Regions from separate parts of the Mus musculus genome. Here regions 1, 2, 4, 5 and 6 are each linked to region 3. Evidence: chromatin contacts called from public ChIA-PET, HiChIP or PLAC-seq, Micro-C and promoter capture Hi-C data. All regions are on one chromosome and are shown on one strand. The core of a region is the stretch at or near the end of the contact, and the rest is flanking DNA. Distances in the headings are between cores, read along the strand shown. Region 1 holds the start of Slc7a4 (solute carrier family 7 (cationic amino acid transporter, y+ system), member 4). Region 2 overlaps Hira (histone cell cycle regulator). Region 3 holds the start of Dgcr8 (DGCR8, microprocessor complex subunit). Region 4 overlaps Klhl22 (kelch-like 22). Region 5 holds the start of Crkl (v-crk avian sarcoma virus CT10 oncogene homolog-like). Region 6 holds the start of Hira (histone cell cycle regulator).

Region 1 (2,886 bases), core at 73-2,572, 710 kb before region 3:
ATTAAGCCAGGAGGAGACTCGGGCTCCGCAGGAGACAAAGGCAGAAGCCACGAGTAAAATGCCAGCGGCCAGAAAATCTGGATAGTGAGCTAGGAAGGGCACCTGCCAGACGCCCAGGTGAGACTCCGTGAAGTTGCGAATGCTGTGGTTAAAGATGGCATCCAAATAGCCACTCCAGGCACGGGCTACAGCGGCACCTCCAATGAGGTATTCTAGAAGCACATTCCAGCCTATGAGGAATGCCCATATCTCCCCCATGGACACGTACGTGAATAGGTATGCTGAGCCAGTACGGGGCACACGGGCTCCAAACTCTGCATAGCATAGGGCCGCCAGCAGGGAGGCTACAGCGGCCACCAAAAAGGACAAGAGCACAGCGGGGCCAGCCATGTCCTTGGCCACTGTGCCTGTGAGCACATAGAGCCCAGATCCCACCATGCCACCCACACCCAGTAGAGTCAAGTCCAGTGTGGACAGGCAGCGCCGCAGTGATGTCTCCATGCTAGACTCTTCCAGTGGCTTCAGACGGTTCAGTTTCTGGCAGAAGCGTGCCAAACAGGCAGTACTGGGCAGTCCCCGGGCCATGGCAGACGGAGTACTGAACCAGTTTCTGGAACCTACTGGGGACAGACAGCGGGAATAACCAACCATCCTCCATTCTTTCATAGACAGCCCACCCCAGTCCTCGCCTCCTCTCCTTAGGAGCCCAGGTCAGCTGCACCATGGACCTACTTTAGAAGGCTTGAATGGGACGCGTGTCAGGGACTGTGGGCAGAGGGATAGAACGCATGGAAGTCCTTCCTGTCAGCTTTCAGGGCAGTGGAACTGGCAGAGAGAAGCAGACCTGCAGCGGACCTGCGAACCAGGTAGGTGGTTCTGTGAGTGAGTGGGAGGTTGCTTAAGAACAGGCTTGGAACAGGCTGCACCACGAGCAAGAAGAAATGGGAGGCTTCCCTGGAGCAGTGCCAGGTTGTCAGGACCCGGAACAGGAGCCGCTCCTGCAGCCGGGAACGTGGCCAAAGGGACATGGCCTCAGAGAAAAGCGATCACCCCCTCTTCTGCCAGGTTGGAGGAACAGCTCACCTGAAGCCAGGAGGCCAGAGCTGCAAGGGCCCCGATTCCCGATTCCCGGATGTGAAAGCTGTGGTGCACCTCCCCTCGCCATATGCTCCGCAGCCACAGCTGCTGAGGCTAGCTGCCTCCGCCATGTCCCTGTGCCCCTAGACGCCCAAGCCTTCTCTTGCATTTACGTTCCCGCAGCAGCGGTCCCTCCAGACCCGCTATGACCCACCTGCTGTCGCCGTCGCTGCCACCGTGCGCACTGCGCCTGCCCCACTAGTTTACAACGCCTGCGTGCAGGGCCCGCCCCTCGCTGCCAGGCGCCAGATAAACCCGAGCCTCACGACTCACATCACTGGTTGGGTTCTGTACAGGGTCCCCGCACCGCACCACGTCACGTATCAGAATAACCCTCTAAGCGAGTAAACTTCCAACATCGAGACTAGAGCTGACCTGGGTCCTAGGGCTTACTCCACATTTCATCCACCTCCCTAGGTGAGGAAGCCTGCTCGACTAACCTGCTGAGCCCCTTCTCTGGGTCCAGGTTGGGGGTAGAGCCAAGCCTGATACCGCCCCAGAGCAATTACTCTCCTTGATCTCCCTCCACCCCAACACAACTACAATTGGAAAACGTCCAGGTCCCCACCACGGAGCCTGCAAATGTCCAGCACAGTGAGATGAAGACAGGGGTCTGGCAGAGTGACCCTGGCACTCTAAACCTCAGTGGAGTGGCAGTAAGCACCTTGCACACTAGGCTAGAGAGGGCAGCCTTCCGGACGTGTTCTGTGAATTGGCAGAATTTACAAAGCTATTGTCTGTCTGGTAGTGTCCCATAAAAGGACAGTAGCCAGCATCAGAAGACAGCTTGCAACTCTACAGCAGGACTGCCACTTAGGCCCTCAAATATCAGTGACAGCCTCAGAGCACCTGACAGGACCTGGACATTCTTAAAGGACTCTCCATTCATGATAGCCAGCAGCTCTCCGCATTTGTCACCAGCGTTCCCGCCATCAGGGTGCCTGGGTCAGCTACGGCATAAAATCTCCAGAGTCCGCTTATGCTTAGCTCTGAGGAATCTTTTCTCTCTCTCTTCTTCTCAGATTGAAAACAAAGGTGGCAGCTAGGTAGGGTGACCTATGCCTGTAATTCTGGCACTTGGAGGATCAAAAGATTGAAGACCATGTATAAGTATGTATACATAGTTTTCATATATGTATGTGTGGCAATACATATGTGGTGAGGTGCTGACTTGTTGACAGCAAGACAATAGCCCAGCAAAGCCAAGTCGGGCAAAACCGAGGTAGGCATGTTTCTCCCAGAACTTTATATATTTGACCTACAATACATATCTAATGTAGTTAGTATGTATATGCAATAAAATAAACATACAACTATATAATATATACTTGATTATATATGATGATAGAGTGATATAAATACACCACTAAAAATCTATATTTCATACACACAAATATTCAAATTTATGGATGATTACTGGAAACTTAGGATGCAGTCTGCATGACTCATTCAGATGAGGACAAAGCGGTTGGGTGACATTCCAGATACACAGGGACACTTGGAACACTGTGACCTCCTGATAGCCAACATCATCTGAAGGTGCTGCTGCTGTTTAGCGCACTCCCCCATCTCCTCGCCCTCACTTCCTGGACTTAACCAAGCCAGTGCTCCTCATCATGAGACACTTCCACAAAAGCCTAGAAAGAAGCAAGCAGACCGAGAGACCTGGGCGTTTCTGTAGTGCTAACCTCATCTCACCGCCACCATAAGCACCAGCATACAACTGGCATTTGATGCTAACGCTGGGCG
Region 2 (2,821 bases), core at 264-2,763, 600 kb after region 3:
CTCATCTCTAAGTACCCATTACCAGGTCTTCAGAGCTATCTAGAATGTAAGCTGTGTTGGGCTTTATCTCTTGAAGCCCAGGAAAAAAAGGATAAAATATGCCAGAGAAAATGAAGACTGAGTCTGTACATACATACATACATACATACATACACACACACAGAGAGAGAGAGAGAGAGAGAGAGAGAGAGGGAGAGAGAGAGAGAGAGAGAAAGAGAAAGGCACCAAGCAGCTGCTTATCTAGACTTGACTAGTTTGGCTCTTGATTAGCCTGGAGATCACTGAAAGGACTTGGGGATCAGGCAAAGGCTGCCGGTATAATGACAGGGTAAGTGTTAGCTATTGTTAATTTGAATACAGGAGACCATAGAACACGTAGTGATTGCTAAACTTTCCAAAGGTTTCTATCTGTATTTGGCACACCTGTTTCATGTTTCTCCTACTACCTGCCACCCAGTGACCAGTAAGAATGAAAAGATATTTCACTGTTATGCTTGATTTGATCACACAGATAAGACTCTGGAAGATGATGCCAGGGCGCATCACCAAGGACCCATATTGATTACTGCCTTTGGGTACCTGCACTGGATTTTCCACATGGTGTGGGGTCCCTGGCAGGGTTTACAGCTTCCCTCAGGTAGACACCAGGAGCTCTAATAAGTGATAAGTAATCACCTTATCACTTGTGAAATTCTAGAGCTTATGACGTTTTGTCCCTGTCTGCAACAGTAGTTGCTGATGTTTAGTTGACTGTCATACTTCTAACCTGTCACTCACAGGCTGATGATATAGTTTAAATTCAGTAGCAGTTAATATGAAACCTGCAGCTTTTGTTGCTTTGGTCTTGGAAACAGACCAGGGACATGAACAGATACCAACTAGGCCCAGGGTCCTTAGATTACCTTGCACAAACTACTCGGTGTTGGTTTCATTGCCTGACTTGGTCTGTCCTGCAAGCCAATTGCCTCAGCCAAGCCTGGATGCAGAGGGGCCCTTGGTTGTTTCTAAGAGCCTGCTTTAGCTGTTTACCCTTAGGAACTGATTATTGAATGTAGTTGAGTATATGCTTAAACAGAGGTCCAGGCAGGGGATGCTGAGAGAGTAGACTTTCTATACTACTCCAGGGGAGATGTGAACCAATGGCCAACCAAAGGATATCATCAAAGTCCAACCTGGTGAGCCCTTTTTTTTTTTTTTTTTTTTGATTACTTGCAGGAGTATGCATGAGGGGTTACATACAGGAGTATGTAACTCAAAGACAGCTGCATCTCCGAAAGCCCACCCTAGCATGGGTGACAGCTCCTGAAAGCTGGAACTTGAAGTGTACCACACAGCCTGCATGCAGCTTGATAGACTAGAGAGTATCTCTTCCAGCATGCTCAGTTGGTCTAGCCTTTTCTAGGCAACTCAGCTGCTCTGAAAGTCTCTCAGTAGGCTTTACTGCTTAGACACTCTTGGAGAGGAAGGGAACGAGTATGTCCTGTGACTAAGTAAGGTTAAGTCGGTTTCAGGTTTCTTGAGGTTTTTGTTGTTTACTTTCTAGTTTTAAGGAGCTTCAGTGAGTATGGAATGTTTTACCTCCCTTCAGAACATTATGAGTGTTCCAAGCTTCCCTCCAAGATTGAGTGCTTTATCTTGGAATTGCTACACACCATGTGTGTAACTATAGACTTTCAGGACCGTTGTCAGGAACTAAAATCTTAACAAGAGAAGGGAGGGCCCTTGGCTATAATACATCATTAGACCTGCTTATGACAGCCAGCCAGTCAGAAAAGGATGGAGAGTCCTTCTTCCCAAGCTGTCAGCCAAGTGAGACTCACACTGAGGGAGATGTCATCAGGTAGAGATATGGTCCTTTCACAGGAGCTTGTGACTTGAGCTTTTATTACAGTTTATTGCCTTTATATATTCAGGTCCCCAGGAAGTACCCAGCAATGCTGTAGTCTCTTGCTTTCAGTGATGACATACTTAGTCTCTGTTGGGTTTTCAGCTATTTAATGTTGCTTGGAGAGTCTAACAGTTTTGACTAACTAAAGCTGTTAGATCTCCCCATTCTTACAGGTAATTTCATCTGCAGCCTGCTGCTTTGTCCTTGATGTAAATTTAGAGATGTTATTTGAGTAATCAATATTTTAAAAATAAAAGTTTATTGTTTTCTAGTGAATAAAAGCCAAGCTTGATATGTTTTTCTTTGTTTCCAGGGAAGCCAATTTTTTCAGTTGATATTCACCCTGATGGGACCAAGTTTGCAACTGGAGGACAAGGTATGTTTGTAGAGTGAATACCACTTCCCTGTTGCCGTACTCTGCTTCTTTTGGATCCATGGTTAGCTGTAATGAGACAACTTGTTGCTTTGTAATATGACTGTGACTCAGTTTAAAGTGCACAGTTTGAACAGGTTAGTTAAATCACAACCTTTTTTTTTTTGAGCTGGATATGGTTGCATAGGCCTGTGATCTCAGCACTTGGAAGACAGGTAGATAGAAATTCTAGGTAGCCTAGATTACAAAGTGAAGTCCGACTTGAAGATGAACATTTTTTGGGGTCTGTAGGGTGATCTTAGAAATATTGTGCAGCTGACTTATCATTCTAATTAAAGCTTTTTATTAAGCTAAAGCTAGAATGAAATTGGTGCACCCCTGGTATTAGATATAAATCAGCAGGAGGGTGTCCTCCCCCCCCCCAAAGTCCAGTTACAGAGAGGCAAGGATTCTGTCAGTGTTTTCATTTGAATGCATGACTACACTGTGATTTTTCTGGACAAAGGAATTTGACTGTGTTAATGAGAAAATAAGAATGTCTAGAGCATTTGAAAATAGCA
Region 3 (3,265 bases), core at 681-3,180:
AAAGCAAAGACCCTGGGGCAGAGCCATGGTGTGGCCACGCTAGAGATAGTATGCTGAGTGAAACTGACCTGGGCAACAAGTATTCAGTTTTTTACATTTTTATCTTGAGTAGCAGGATACTGCACAGAAGGGATCAAAACAGTGGTATCACTGATCCATGGGTAACAATGGCAGCTAAACCTCACACAGGTCCTGCTCTAAGGATTTTATGCAATTCACTCAGTACTCTGACAGAAAGGTTAAACAATTTGCTCAAGGTTACAAAGCTAGGAAGTGGTACAGCTGCTTTGCCACTCAAACAAGCAGGCCTAAGTCTGCACTACCTCAGTTTTATAACACCTTACAATTTAATGAATCACTCTGTGTCCAGAAAACCTAAGAGAGTAAGAGTAGGGATCAAATTAGAAGAGTTTAAAAGCTCACCAGATAGCTTGGACAGGGACTTTAGGTTACAGTTTCTGGGAAATGGTCTGGTGTTGTAAACAGGTGGCAAGGCTTCTTAGGAGATACATGCAGGCCTATGAGAGGCACCAAGGTGACTTTAGACAGGCATAAGGATTGTTCTGGCACGGACTGTGGTTATCTCTTGGAGTGAATCAACCTATTTGGTGTTAAAGTGGAATAGACAACTAGAAGCAGGAGATTGGAGATCAGAAGGGAGGACAGACAGTACTGGAGATGGGAGTCATGGAAGATGTCAAAGGAAACTGATGTGAAAAGTACATAGGATCACATGGGAGGGGAATGATGACAAGAGAAGGCCAAACTGGGCAAACCAGTCAAAATCATGTTTCTCACAAGGTAAAATTCAGACAGCCACTGTGAACTGCCTGCTCCACATGTTTGGCAACACAGCTCAAAGGGTAGCCCTCCTGCCTGTAAACCTCACTATTCTTCAGCTGACTGGACCTATGGATGCAGATTTTGATTTGCCAATTAGACTGTGAGCAAGTCAGACCCACTGCTGGCTCCCCTGGACCCTGGCACAGGGCTTACCCAAAACATGTGAACAACTCCTACTTGCTGAACGGATGGCCAGTGCTACAGCTGCAGCCTCCCGCTCAACCCAAAGGCAGTATGACCTCATCAATTCCTTTGTCACCCCGCAAATCCTATTCTAAACTGAAAGGCCACACTAGCTGGGCCAGCCTTTCACTATCTTCGGTTAGTGATGGATTACAGTGGGAACTGAGCCACTTCCAAGGCTGGGAGTCTAGTTTGAGCCAGCAGAGAGTGGGCACCCTAATAGTGATTGGCATACAAGAGTCAACAACCCAACACAGGACATCTCTGCATCTGGCAATAAGGTACATGCAAGCATGCAAGATGGCAAATCAAATTCCTACCATCAGCAACCCAAATCCACTGGATGATACTACTTGACATGTATCGCTGTCAACAGGTTGCCACTTGCCATTTATTTCTACAACGTTCATTGTTACTGTAAAACCACATTCTGATAAGCTACATGACACTTCATCCACGGGTAATTTGGTGGAGACTTGGGCGGTTTCTTGGCTTTTTCCAAACAAAACAGGCGGAGTTCGGGGCGTTGAGGTGTCCCTGCCCACACCTCTCCCGCCAGAAGGCGAGGCAATGGCTTCGGGCCCACCGCCCAGGGGGCTTCGTTACCAGGCAGACAGCACCCTACGTTCATGATGCCTGGGCTCCGGGCCCGGCCCCCACTGCACAAAGGCCGCGACTCCGCGTGGCCCAGCCCGCCTAGCGCGCCGCGCCCCGCCCCGAGCCCCGGCCTGTGGCCTCGCCCGGGAGGGGTGGGGGTGGAAGGAGGGAAGGAAAGGGCGCAGCCTCTCCAGGCCGCAGCGCCCGCCGCCCGCGGGGCGCCCATCGCGCCCCGCACCTACCTGTGGCGCCCGCGACCTGCCCGAGCCGCCCGCAGCCCGACCACAGCCGGTCGACCCTCACCGACCCCGGCGCCGCCACAACCCGCGAAGGCCCTTGCAAAGCGCTCGGCTCTTGAGACCCGCTGCCGCGCGGGCGAGCGGAAGGCGGGCCTTGGCGGAGGGCTACCAATCACGGCGCACGGCCTCCGCGCATTGGGGGAGCCGGGAGCGGGCTGAGGCGGCCGCCAATCGGCAGCGCGAGGCGCGCGCGGCCCAATTGCGAGGCGCTATGGAGACCGGGATGGGCGGGACCAGCCGCAAGCCTGGCACTTCTAACGGCTGTCGCTCCGGGTGGGGCTGAGTTGCGGCCGCGGGGCGCGCCGGGAGAGAGGCGCGTAGAGGCTGCCGGGAGCCGGGGAGCGCGGGAGTGCGAGGGACGCTGGGAGCTCATCTATGAGCTGGCCTCTGTTGAGCTCAATAGTCACTTTTGAGTTTGCGAATGACAATGGACCTCCGGCTCTGGGTCGTCCCAAGGACAATGTTGGAGGTACACCCATCCTAGAAAGTCAACGGATAAGATGCGCGATGCGGAGGATAGGAAAGGAGTTTTACTCGCAATATCATCACACCAGGAAGGACAAAGATCTGATGACTAAAAATGTTCGCTGTGCTTACAGCATCCTCCGTGTCAAAAAAGGAAGGAGAAGCAGAGCCGATTGGGGGTCCTTTTAGTTTGGGGTGGACCTTAGGTAGGCCTTGCAGACTTGTGTCAGTGCCAAAGACCATAAAGAAACTTAAGCAGTTCCAGACTCATCTGACACCCGTGGTAGCAGTATGAGACTTAGGAAAATTCTTTAGGACAGAAGTGACTCAGAAACAAAATGAAGTTAGCCAGGTCTGTTCCTGAGCCCTTCAAATCCCGAACCCACAAACCATTACTTCATTGCTATAAGCCCGGGACTAAGGTGGGGATAAGTTATATTTATACTATCCAGAACCTCAAATAGTTTAGCTTTCCTTTAGGTTCTGATTCAAGTCAATAAGTGTAATAAAAATTTTATAGAAAACTGTCTGCCGTTAGGCAAACACTTCAGTAATTGCTGCTGGACATGAAAAGTGGATGCTAAAAACACGACTAAAGGGTAACATGTTGAAGAACTCACGGTCTCAGCACACTTGTGTTAATGCTAAAAGCACTGAGTTATATCCCTAAGGTTGGGGAGATTGTATCTATTTTTTTTTTTAAGATATATTTTATTTATATTAGTACACCATTGCTCTCTTCAGACACAACTGAAGAGGGCATCAGATCCCATTACAGATAGTTGTGAGCCACCATGTGGTTGCTGGGAATTGAACTCAGAACCTCTGGAAGAGTAGTAGGTGCTCTTAACCACTGAGCCATCTCTCCAGCCCCAATT
Region 4 (2,935 bases), core at 384-2,883, 520 kb before region 3:
GCGCACACCACCACTGCCGGACCTGAAGACACCTTTTTTTGTTTGTTTTTTGTTGCAGTTTTTCCTTAAGAGACAGGGTTTCATTGTCTGGATGTCATTAATCTTGGACCAGGCTGGCTTCAAACTCAGAGATCCTCCTGCCTCTGCCTTCCAAGTGCTGGGACTAAAGGTGTGCCCTGACTCCTCTACCACCACTAGTGTGCAAAAGATACCTTTTAAAAAATATATCATTACCATCTCAACTTCTCAGTTTTGGGTTTTGTTCTGTTTGTTTTTCTAAGACAGAGTTTCTCTTTGTAGCCCTGGCTGAATTGTAGCTCTGAATTGGAGACCAGGCTGCCTCCAATTGAGAGACCCATATGCCTCTTCTGCCAAGTGCTGGGATTAAACGTGTGCACCACCACACCCAGGCAATCTCAAACTTCTGTCTTTGACTGTTTCTAGTTGGAAACACATTGTAGCAGAGTAATATTATCAGGTCTTAAATCTTTAAGTCTGTAGCTTTAAGTCTGTTTGTTACATTGTTAAAATATAGGTGAAAGGTCAAAGTAGTTCTCAAAAATGCTGGTTGAGATATTTAGTCTTCCATTTTAGGGCTGGAGATGTAGCTCAGTAGTAGGAAACTTCTGTCCTACTTTAGCAACACAAAACAATATAATGATGGTGATAGTAATTCTAAGTGTCAAGGCTCTGAATGGAAAAGTATCCTGACAGTCCTGAACCAAGGAATACCACAAAGTCACGCTGTTCAACAAACCTCACACAAGAGATTCATTGGAAAAGACACAAAATGGTGGCTGCCTCTGCTAAGGGGAGAAACAGCAGGGAACTGAGCAAAAGACAGGTTTATATAGCATTTGAGGGATGAGAAGTTTCTAGGGCGAGGACTGGTGTAATTTCAAGCAAAGCCTGGAGATTGGTGGAACATTGTGCTCAGGGATTGGTGGGTTTAGGGGCTCAGGGATGGTGGGGTTTTAGTAGATTTTTAAACCTGTAAGTAGGCTCAGAACTTATAGTGTACAGTAATAAGAACATGTTTGGTCTTAGTCATTTGCCTCTTACCTTGTAATACCTGATCAATGTCTCTACTTGAGTATCTTAATGTGACATGGCAGGACCCTCAACTGTTTTGTTTAAACCAGTTCCTATTGAAGTTCTCTTTATTTGCCTAACTGCTTTGCCCAGAAAAGGGCCTTATGTCCTCCTAGAATCAGTCTGTCAGCAAGCCTTTAGCCGGTAAACTCAAGGTTTCAAATAATCTGGTCTTAAGTGTACATAATTCATTTATTGTTTGTTCTTAATGTATGAGTGCTCTATCTGCATGTACACCTGCATGCCAGAAGAGGGCATTAGATTACACTACAGATGATTGTAGAGAGCCACCGTGCAGTTGTTGGGAATGAACTTTAATTATTGCTGTCTGACTGAGAACAGAACCAGTAGAAGATGCAACATGCAAACTAGGTACTGGCCTGCTCCCAGAAAGTGAGTATAGGGTTCCTGGGACAGTGGAAAGGGAGCCAAGTGATTTCCAGGAGGAATGCCCAGCTTGGTCAGGCTCCTGCCATAGACTCACTCCGCCTTTCAGACTGTTGATTCAGAGCACAGAGCAATCAATGTTCCCACATGCAGCCCCACCACTGACTCTTGGTTCCTTCTGAATGTTTTTTGTGGCTCACATTCAAGTTCTGGACTGAGTAACTCTTAGTGCCTTGTCTCTTTGCCTTACAGAGGAATGTTTGCTGGGGGATTGAAGGAGATGGAGCAGGAAGAGGTCTTGATCCACGGTGTGTCTTACAATGCCATGTGCCAAATCCTGCACTTCATATACACTTCTGAACTAGAGCTCAGCCTGAGCAATGTGCAGGAGACCCTGGTTGCTGCCTGCCAACTTCAGGTGAGAGTTGCCTTGTTGATCAAGAAGGCTGAGACCTATGGGGGGCTTCCCCAGACACCTGTGATGACTGCTGGTATGAGCTAGGTGAAGAGGGCAGGAACGCCAAGTAATGAGGAACATTATGGAGCAGGGGGGGCACCTTGCTGTTGAGCCTTGGGAACTAAAGCAGAGTGACCCCAAATTCCTTGGCTTGCCCCCCTCTTCTGCTCTTGACTCTTTTCTACTTAAAAAAATGATTTATTTATGTGTATAAGTATTTTGCCTGCATGCATGTATGTATGTATGTGTGCCATATCAGAAGAGGACATCGGGCCTAATAGTACTGGAGATAGGGATGGTTGTGAGGCACCATATGGGTGCTGGGGTTTGAACTAGGTCTTCTTCAGGAGTAACATGTACTTTTAACTGTGCAACCGTCTCATCATCCCCACCCCCTGTTTTAAGATTCCTTTATTTTATTTTACTTTACCTGTAGGGGTGTTTTGCCTATATACTGTCCATGTGTCACATGTGTATAGTGCCTGTGGAGGCCAGAAGAAGATGTTGGGTCCCCTGAAACAGGAGTTACAGATGATTATGCTCTGCTGTGTAGTTGTTGGGAACCAAACCCAGAGTCTTCTGTAGCAGCCAGCAGTGTTAACACTGAGCCACCTCTCTAGCCCCATCTTTTCTTTCATTTTGAGATAAGCTCACGATCACCCAGTCTGGCCTAGAGTATATGTAGCTTAGGATGTCTAATCTCATAGCAGTCCTGCCTCAGCCTCCAGAGTGCTGGGATTGTAGGCATAAACAAACATTCCTAGCTTGTCCTTTCCTTCTTTGCTGCTTCCTTCCTCTGGCCTGGTTTTCCTGTATGAAAAAAAAACAAAACAAAACTACAAGCTGTCCAACTGGAGGATCGTGTTTGTGATGGCCTATGTTCTGTGATGTCTAGTGACTTTGAAAATCCCATGTCTTGCAGTACACACAAACTTTTCCTGCCCATCAGCTGTGTTTGTCCACTCTTCTCTCTTATTTTAATTTTATAAACAGTCTTAA
Region 5 (2,861 bases), core at 252-2,751, 840 kb before region 3:
GCCCCCATGAAGCATCTCTGGTTATGCCAAGTTACAAAAAGGCACTAGACCTTGACATTTTCCCCTTCGCTTACTTACCACTGGGATGGAATCACCAGTTATTACCCTACAATCTAAGAATTGCTAAACATGGGAAATGTAAACGGCCAGAACAAGACTTTAGTGATAGAGATCTAAGTAGGAGTTCTCCTGTATTCCTCACTTTTGAGATTTCTCCCTCCCCTAACTTCCTCCCCATTTTTGTTGGGTTTCATAGAGCTCAGCTGCCTTGAACTCATGATCCTCCTGCCTCCATCTCCTAGTGATGGGATTATTGGTATGTGTCACCACCACTGGCTTGGGACATGCCTTCCTGTTTATCTAATTTGGGAATGCTATGACCAATAATCCAGCATCTGTTTTTGTGGTGATTTTTCACAATAGTCATTCATTTAACAAATTTCTGATCATTCAAGACTAGATGTGGATTTAAGGCAGGCAAAATATAGGTAAATAAGACAGTATTCTGTGGTATTAAAATTTCATCCTAGCCTGTTGGTGGTCAGAGTTAGTTCCAGGACAGCCAGGGCCACACAGAGAATTCCTATCTTGATAGATAGATAGATAGATAGATAGATAGATAGATAGATAGGCCGGGCAGTGGTGGCGCATGCCTTTAATCCCAGCACTTGGGAGGCAGAGGCAGGCGGATTTCTGAGTTCGAGGCTAGCCTGGTCTACAAAGTGAGTTCCAGGACAGCCAGGACTACACAGAGAAACCCCGTCTCTAAAAAACCAAACAAATAATTAAATAAATAGGTACTAGTCGGGTTGGAGGGAGAAATATGTCAAGGGAGGCAGAGCTGAAACTGAGCAACGTGGAATGGCAGGAAATGAACTGTTGCAGAGCAACAGGCTTCAGGCCAGACACAGGTGTTGCATTTCACTTGTTACACTTTACAGCCGGTAGTGTCCAGTCATCCTCACCAACACACTGTCCTCCTCGTAAAGTATTAGTCAAACTGATCTTCACCATCATTCCACGTGTACCAAGGAGGATCACCTAGGGCAGGCGTTATTTGATAGGTTATTCAGTAACCTATTTGATGGTCACCTCACTCCCTAGGTCATGCCCTTCCTGAGCCACCTGATTTACCAGGGCCTTCTGGCTCGCAATCATCTGACGGCCACGCCTTCTTGGCCGGACACTCAGCAACCACTCTACGCTTTGTTCACAGAAACAGGTTTTCAAAACGCTGTTCCCTCTCGGCTCCAGCTGTTTTCCTGCCAAGCCCGGGAAGCCTGACAGCAGCAGCTTCTCGGCGGCTGCTTTGCGGTCCAGGAAGGGCCTGACCCTCTGCCTCCTCCCGGAACGCGGGAGCCCGCGCGAGTGGCTCACGCTGGGACCCTCGCGAACGCACTCCTGATTGGCAGCGCCCAGTGACGTCAAAGGAAGGGCCTCCGCGGTGGAGGGGGTAGAGCCCAGCTCCGCGCGTGCGCAGATTGAATGCGCTGGACCAAGGGGGAGGTGCCCGGCTGCTTCTCCCGCGTCCGCCATTTTGTTGCTGTGGCTATTGGGAGCGGGCTGGGTAAGACTGCTCGGGAGGCGCGACTCTTGTTGGAGTGCGGTGCTTCGTGTGACCGCGGGGATCGGTGCAGGCTCTTGAGGCTGTGGAGCCGGCGGCGGGTTCCAGGACAGAAGTCACTGGAGCCTCCCCTGTACTCCGGCCAGCTGAGAAGCCCGAGGCGGCCTCCGCTACTGCTCAGCTTCGCCCACCTCGACCCCGGGGCTTTGCCCAGTGTTCCCGGACCGGCTCTCCGTGAGGCGGCCCGGTGCAGGAGGGCGGTGGCGGAGGATGCTGCGGGGCCCGGAGCCTAGAGGAACGTCCTGACCAAGCCCTCTGATTGTTCCTCGAAGTGTTCTGAGAGGCCCTTCCTCGACCCCAAAGCCGACAGCGGGTAAAGGCTTCCCAAGCAAGAGAGCCGCAGACGCCGCCCATCCCCGAGCCCAACACCATGTCCTCCGCCAGGTTTGATTCTTCAGACCGCTCTGCCTGGTACATGGGGCCAGTGACTCGCCAGGAGGCGCAGACTCGTCTCCAAGGCCAGCGCCATGGCATGTTCCTAGTCCGGGACTCATCTACCTGCCCCGGGGACTATGTACTGTCCGTGTCCGAGAACTCGCGTGTCTCGCACTACATCATCAACTCCCTGCCCAACCGCCGCTTTAAGATCGGGGACCAGGAGTTTGACCATTTGCCGGCCTTGTTAGAGTTCTACAAGATCCACTACCTGGACACTACCACCTTAATCGAACCGGCGCCCAGGTACGCGAGCTCCTGCCCTTCTCCGGTTCAGAACTTGACCGGATGCGAAGGGTCGGTCAAAGATTAAATTTTGGGGGTAGGGTAGGGGATAGAACTCCTTTTCCTCATTCTAAATCAGAAGACATTCGGATTATAAGGCCAATATCAGGATCTGGGTCATTGGATGAAAGGATGCATTTTATTTAGACATTTAGCAGTGCTGCTTGCATTGTTTAAATGCACCCCTAACCCCCCACATATATACACAGTTTTGCCACTTTACTTGACTGTAATACTAATGCAGAATGCTTATTAACGACGCTAAAAATATAGACTTCCTTGAGATTCTGAAGATAGCCATGACTCCTCCTTTCTCGAAATTCTTGTACACCATTTAAGGTTTTTGTAACTCCTGCATTTTTCAACTAACTTTAGGTTACAAAGTGGCCTTCGGCCTTTGGAATAATCCTTAAAATGGATCGAAAGTGTAGAAATCTCAGAATCTGATTCTCTAGCACTCATTTTTAAAACTGGGATTACCAAGAGAAGACAGTGGGATTATATTTGAAGAAATTTG
Region 6 (2,890 bases), core at 144-2,643, 590 kb after region 3:
GAAGCTCTCTGGTGGGTGTGTCTGACGTGTGCCTGGCAGGTTCCAGGGATCCTGAAGGAGAGAAGGGTATGTATAAAGATCTGGGGAAAGAGAAGGCACATACACATAACTATAGGTCTTCCTAAAACCCGGAGGATGTTTGTAAGTATCTATTTTGTATTTTTTTCAGACAAAAGTCTCCCTAATTCGGGCTATCTTGCAACTTGAGACAATTTTCTTGCCTCAGCTGCTCCACCATGTCTAGTTCATTTGTATTAGGCCAGCAAGGTCAAAGTGAGGAATTTACAGAACTCTGTTTCTCACTGGGGCAGAGCCTTTACTTGCTCTGGCAGGATCTTCTTCTTCTTCTCCTTCTTCTTCCGTCTCTCTGTTTCTTTCTGTCTCTCTCTCTCTCCCCTTCTCTGTCCCCTCTCTTTCTCTGCCTCTACTCTCTTCTCAATTCCCCTTCCCATACCCACAAATAAACTCTATTCTATACTAGACCTGTCTAGTATATGACTGGTACCTCGAGGAAGGAAGGAGGGATGCTTCAGTGTGGACCACTGAGTAAAGTACCCCCTCCCACTGTACTATACGTCCCTTCTATAAAACATATCCTTGGATTTTTAAAAACACATTGCTCTTCTTCCTTTTTTTTTTTTTTTTTTTTTTTTTGGGTTTTTTTGAGACAGAGTTTCTCTGTAAAGCCCTGGCTGTCCTGGAACTCCCTTTGTAGACTGGGCTGACCTCGAACTCAGAAATCCGCCTGCCTTTGCCTCCCAAGTGCTGGGTTTAAAGGCGTGCTCCACCACGCCCGGCGTCTTTTTCTTCTTTTTAAAAATGGGGTGTAATATAGCCAGGTTTGTATGCAGCTGTTACGACCTTGACTTTCTGACCTAGCCTCCACCTCCATAGTGCTGGGGTTGCAGGAGTAGGCCACCACTTAAGCACGACTTAGGCTTCACACTTGTTAGGCAAATAGCCTGTTAAGTGAGTACACTTCCAGTTCGGATTTTCATCCGCAACAGATGCGGTAGGCTCATGCCCAGAAATAATCTGCGAGCACTAGCGAGCAGCTACGGGGCAAAGCCCGCGCACGCGCCCTGGGTATTCTGCCACCCGCGGCTACACTCACCAGCTCCGAGGCCGCAGAGCCCGCGCAGCACACAGCATCACCCCGGTAGCCATAGTTTTTCACGCCACCCGCTGGCGGGCAGCTTCCGGGAGCACGCCCCTGGGCGGTCCGACCTGAGGTACCCGGTCGGGTCTGGCAGGCCTCGGCCCGGAACTCGCGGGTCTGGGATTCCGAGAGGCGGGCCCGCAGCTGGCCCCGCCCCCGACGCAGCCCCGCCCCGGGCAAGCAACGGTGGCTTCGCCGCGCCCTTTTGCGGGCGTCCCGCCTTCTGTGGATGCTGCGGTGTTTTCCTGCTCTCTGCTCCGCCTGGCCTATGTGTTTACATCTATGAAAACGCCCCGCTCTTCTAATAAATGCGCCCGTCTGGCCCCCTATCCTTCACCAGCCTAGTTCTTTTATGCATGCAATCGAGCTCAGGGCCCGCTGCCGTCTGCCGCTAGATGCATGCTGGCGCCCGCCCGGCTGGCGCTCGCGAGATGCCCAATAGCGCGAATTGATGGATGGCGGAAGCTAGTTACTAAGCTGGACTCGGAGCCGCGGAGGTAGAACTAGAGATCTGCACACCACCCTGGTTCTGCATCGCCGGGCGGGATCTCAAGGCTTTGCCAGCCTGCTCACACCGACCCTCATCGGCGACCACATCAGTGGCAGCGGAGTATCCCCGTCCTCCCCCCCCTGTCTACCGAAGAACCGAGGCGGCCCGGTCCGCGTAGGGAGCGGTTTCCCGCCGGGGCGATTTGGCAGGTGCGCGCCGTGACTTCCGGCGTTGCCCGGGAGCCGCCGGAGGAGGAGCGGCGCAGGGGATGCGGCTGTGGCGGCGGCGGCGGCGGCCGAGCGCAGGAGGCGGCTGTGGCGGCGGCTGGGGGCACGGGCCGGCGATGGCGCGGCGGCGCTGAGGGCAAGGGTGGGCGGCGGCCGGAGGGCGGGCGGCGCGGGAGGAAGCTGCGGCAGCTCCATGGCCCAGGCGTGCTGAGGGACACGGCTCTGGCTTCAGCCCGGCAGCGGCCGAACAATGAAGCTCTTGAAGCCAACCTGGGTCAACCACAATGGTGAGTGCACGCAGGAGTCGTGGGCGGCCGAACCTGCATCGGGGTGGGGTCTGGGATTGGCTTGCGGCGGTGCTCAAGTCCTGCCCACCTTGTCCAGACGCTGGTGCCGGGTGCTGGAGCTGCAGAACGGGCAGGAGCAGACTTTGTCCCCGGCTCTGGGACACCGGCGAGCCCGGGCACGTGCTTCGGGCTGGTTGCAGCGAAGTCCGCCTTTGCCTCAGGCAATGGCGCTGTGTCCTGCGCCGCCCACCCTTAATCTGGGATGCCTGGCTCTGGTGAGCCGGCTTGGGTACCGACCTGGTGCTGCCATCCGGCTTCACCATCCAGTATGTGCTCAGATGGTTGTGAGTATGAAACTGGGGCGACATCCCCCTTGTGGCCTTTCAGCGGCTCGGTGAATCTGCATGAGATACTTACTGGCTGTATTGCCCTTTCTGAGGCCTGGAGTTTGTGACAGTGCCCCCACTCGGGCTATTGCGATCCTGGAATGGGAAGGGCCTGGGCTCAGGTCCTACGGAGGACCACGAAAGAACCACGTTTAATGTAAGGATTGGGGCTTCAGATGACTAAGATTGGGGCCAGTGGTGCACAGGAGACAAGCGACTTTGGATCCGTGATAGTGACTTCAAATAGCAGATTCCTACACCCTGGTGGAGAAAGCAGCCGGTGGCATCCAGTTTTGTCGAGAACTACTGCAGGAGGTTGTTTGCTCTCTGCCGAGCGAGTG

Evidence for each region. Promoter capture Hi-C pulls out the DNA fragments that hold promoters and counts their contacts. Hi-C and Micro-C count contacts between places; a contact is called where the count stands out from the background. ChIA-PET counts read pairs in DNA pulled down with a chosen protein or histone mark. HiChIP or PLAC-seq counts read pairs in DNA pulled down with a chosen protein or histone mark.
Region 1: a contact with region 3 is called in a promoter capture Hi-C map of liver, with 4 times the contacts expected there. The contact joins the promoter of Slc7a4 here to the promoter of Dgcr8 in region 3. A contact is called at or near these places in 4 of 39 promoter capture datasets (hippocampal neurons, liver and stem cell-derived epiblast-like cells).
Region 2: a promoter capture Hi-C map of the C10 cell line shows a contact between it and region 3, with 2.4 times the contacts expected there. The contact joins the enhancer-like site here to the promoter of Dgcr8 in region 3. A contact is called at or near these places in 5 of 39 promoter capture datasets (the C10 cell line, the HPC-7 cell line, cranial neural crest and 2 more) and 1 of 9 other capture datasets (liver).
Region 4: a contact with region 3 is called in a FOXA1 HiChIP or PLAC-seq map of pancreatic cancer cells. The contact joins the enhancer-like site here to the promoter of Dgcr8 in region 3. A contact is called at or near these places in 2 of 39 promoter capture datasets (both in liver), 1 of 484 Hi-C or Micro-C datasets (myeloid progenitors), 2 of 115 datasets of contacts at active chromatin or transcription factors (embryonic stem cells and pancreatic cancer cells) and 1 of 9 other capture datasets (adipose tissue).
Region 5: an RNA polymerase II ChIA-PET map of memory CD8 T cells shows a contact between it and region 3, with 6 read pairs. The contact joins the promoter of Crkl here to the promoter of Dgcr8 in region 3. A contact is called at or near these places in 1 of 39 promoter capture datasets (cranial neural crest) and 1 of 115 datasets of contacts at active chromatin or transcription factors (memory CD8 T cells).
Region 6: a contact with region 3 is called in a Micro-C map of embryonic stem cells, with 6 times the contacts expected there. The contact joins the promoter of Hira here to the promoter of Dgcr8 in region 3. A contact is called at or near these places in 11 of 39 promoter capture datasets (the C10 cell line, the HPC-7 cell line, cranial neural crest and 8 more), 2 of 484 Hi-C or Micro-C datasets (both in embryonic stem cells), 1 of 115 datasets of contacts at active chromatin or transcription factors (embryonic stem cells) and 1 of 9 other capture datasets (liver).

Annotation. Positions count from the first base shown.
Region 1 is chr16:17,575,349-17,578,234 of GRCm38.p6, forward strand. It overlaps Slc7a4 (solute carrier family 7 (cationic amino acid transporter, y+ system), member 4), which reads right to left and starts at 1,323. Exons shown (of 5, transcript NM_144852.3): 1 at 1,292-1,323; 2 at 1-617. The coding sequence starts at 585. It overlaps LOC115488657 (a long non-coding RNA gene), which reads left to right and starts at 531. Exons shown (of 2, transcript XR_003951946.1): 1 at 531-866; 2 at 1,066-1,409.
Region 2 is chr16:18,892,573-18,895,393 of GRCm38.p6, forward strand. It overlaps Hira (histone cell cycle regulator), which reads left to right. Exons shown (of 25, transcript NM_010435.2): 2 at 2,202-2,264. Among named protein-coding and RNA genes, the nearest start is that of Hira, 17 kb to the left of the region's middle. Within about 2 kb of position 1,514, at least 16 of the 459 cell types and tissues checked have an H3K27ac peak or open chromatin away from gene starts, as enhancers often do.
Region 3 is chr16:18,287,238-18,290,502 of GRCm38.p6, forward strand. It overlaps Dgcr8 (DGCR8, microprocessor complex subunit), which reads right to left and starts at 1,931. Exons shown (of 14, transcript NM_033324.2): 1 at 1,866-1,931.
Region 4 is chr16:17,769,973-17,772,907 of GRCm38.p6, forward strand. Klhl22 (kelch-like 22) reads left to right here. Exons shown (of 7, transcript NM_001359068.1): 3 at 1,732-1,897. Among named protein-coding and RNA genes, the nearest start is that of Klhl22, 12 kb to the left of the region's middle. Within about 2 kb of position 1,634, at least 24 of the 459 cell types and tissues checked have an H3K27ac peak or open chromatin away from gene starts, as enhancers often do. A contact at or near this core is called in pancreatic cancer cells, where this site is marked.
Region 5 is chr16:17,450,484-17,453,344 of GRCm38.p6, forward strand. Crkl (v-crk avian sarcoma virus CT10 oncogene homolog-like) reads left to right here and starts at 1,502. Exons shown (of 3, transcript NM_007764.5): 1 at 1,502-2,305. The coding sequence starts at 1,995.
Region 6 is chr16:18,875,357-18,878,246 of GRCm38.p6, forward strand. Hira (histone cell cycle regulator) reads left to right here and starts at 1,394. Exons shown (of 25, transcript NM_010435.2): 1 at 1,394-2,163. The coding sequence starts at 2,127. Mrpl40 (mitochondrial ribosomal protein L40) reads right to left here and starts at 1,281. Exons shown (of 4, transcript NM_010922.2): 1 at 1,115-1,281; 2 at 1-51. The coding sequence starts at 1,167.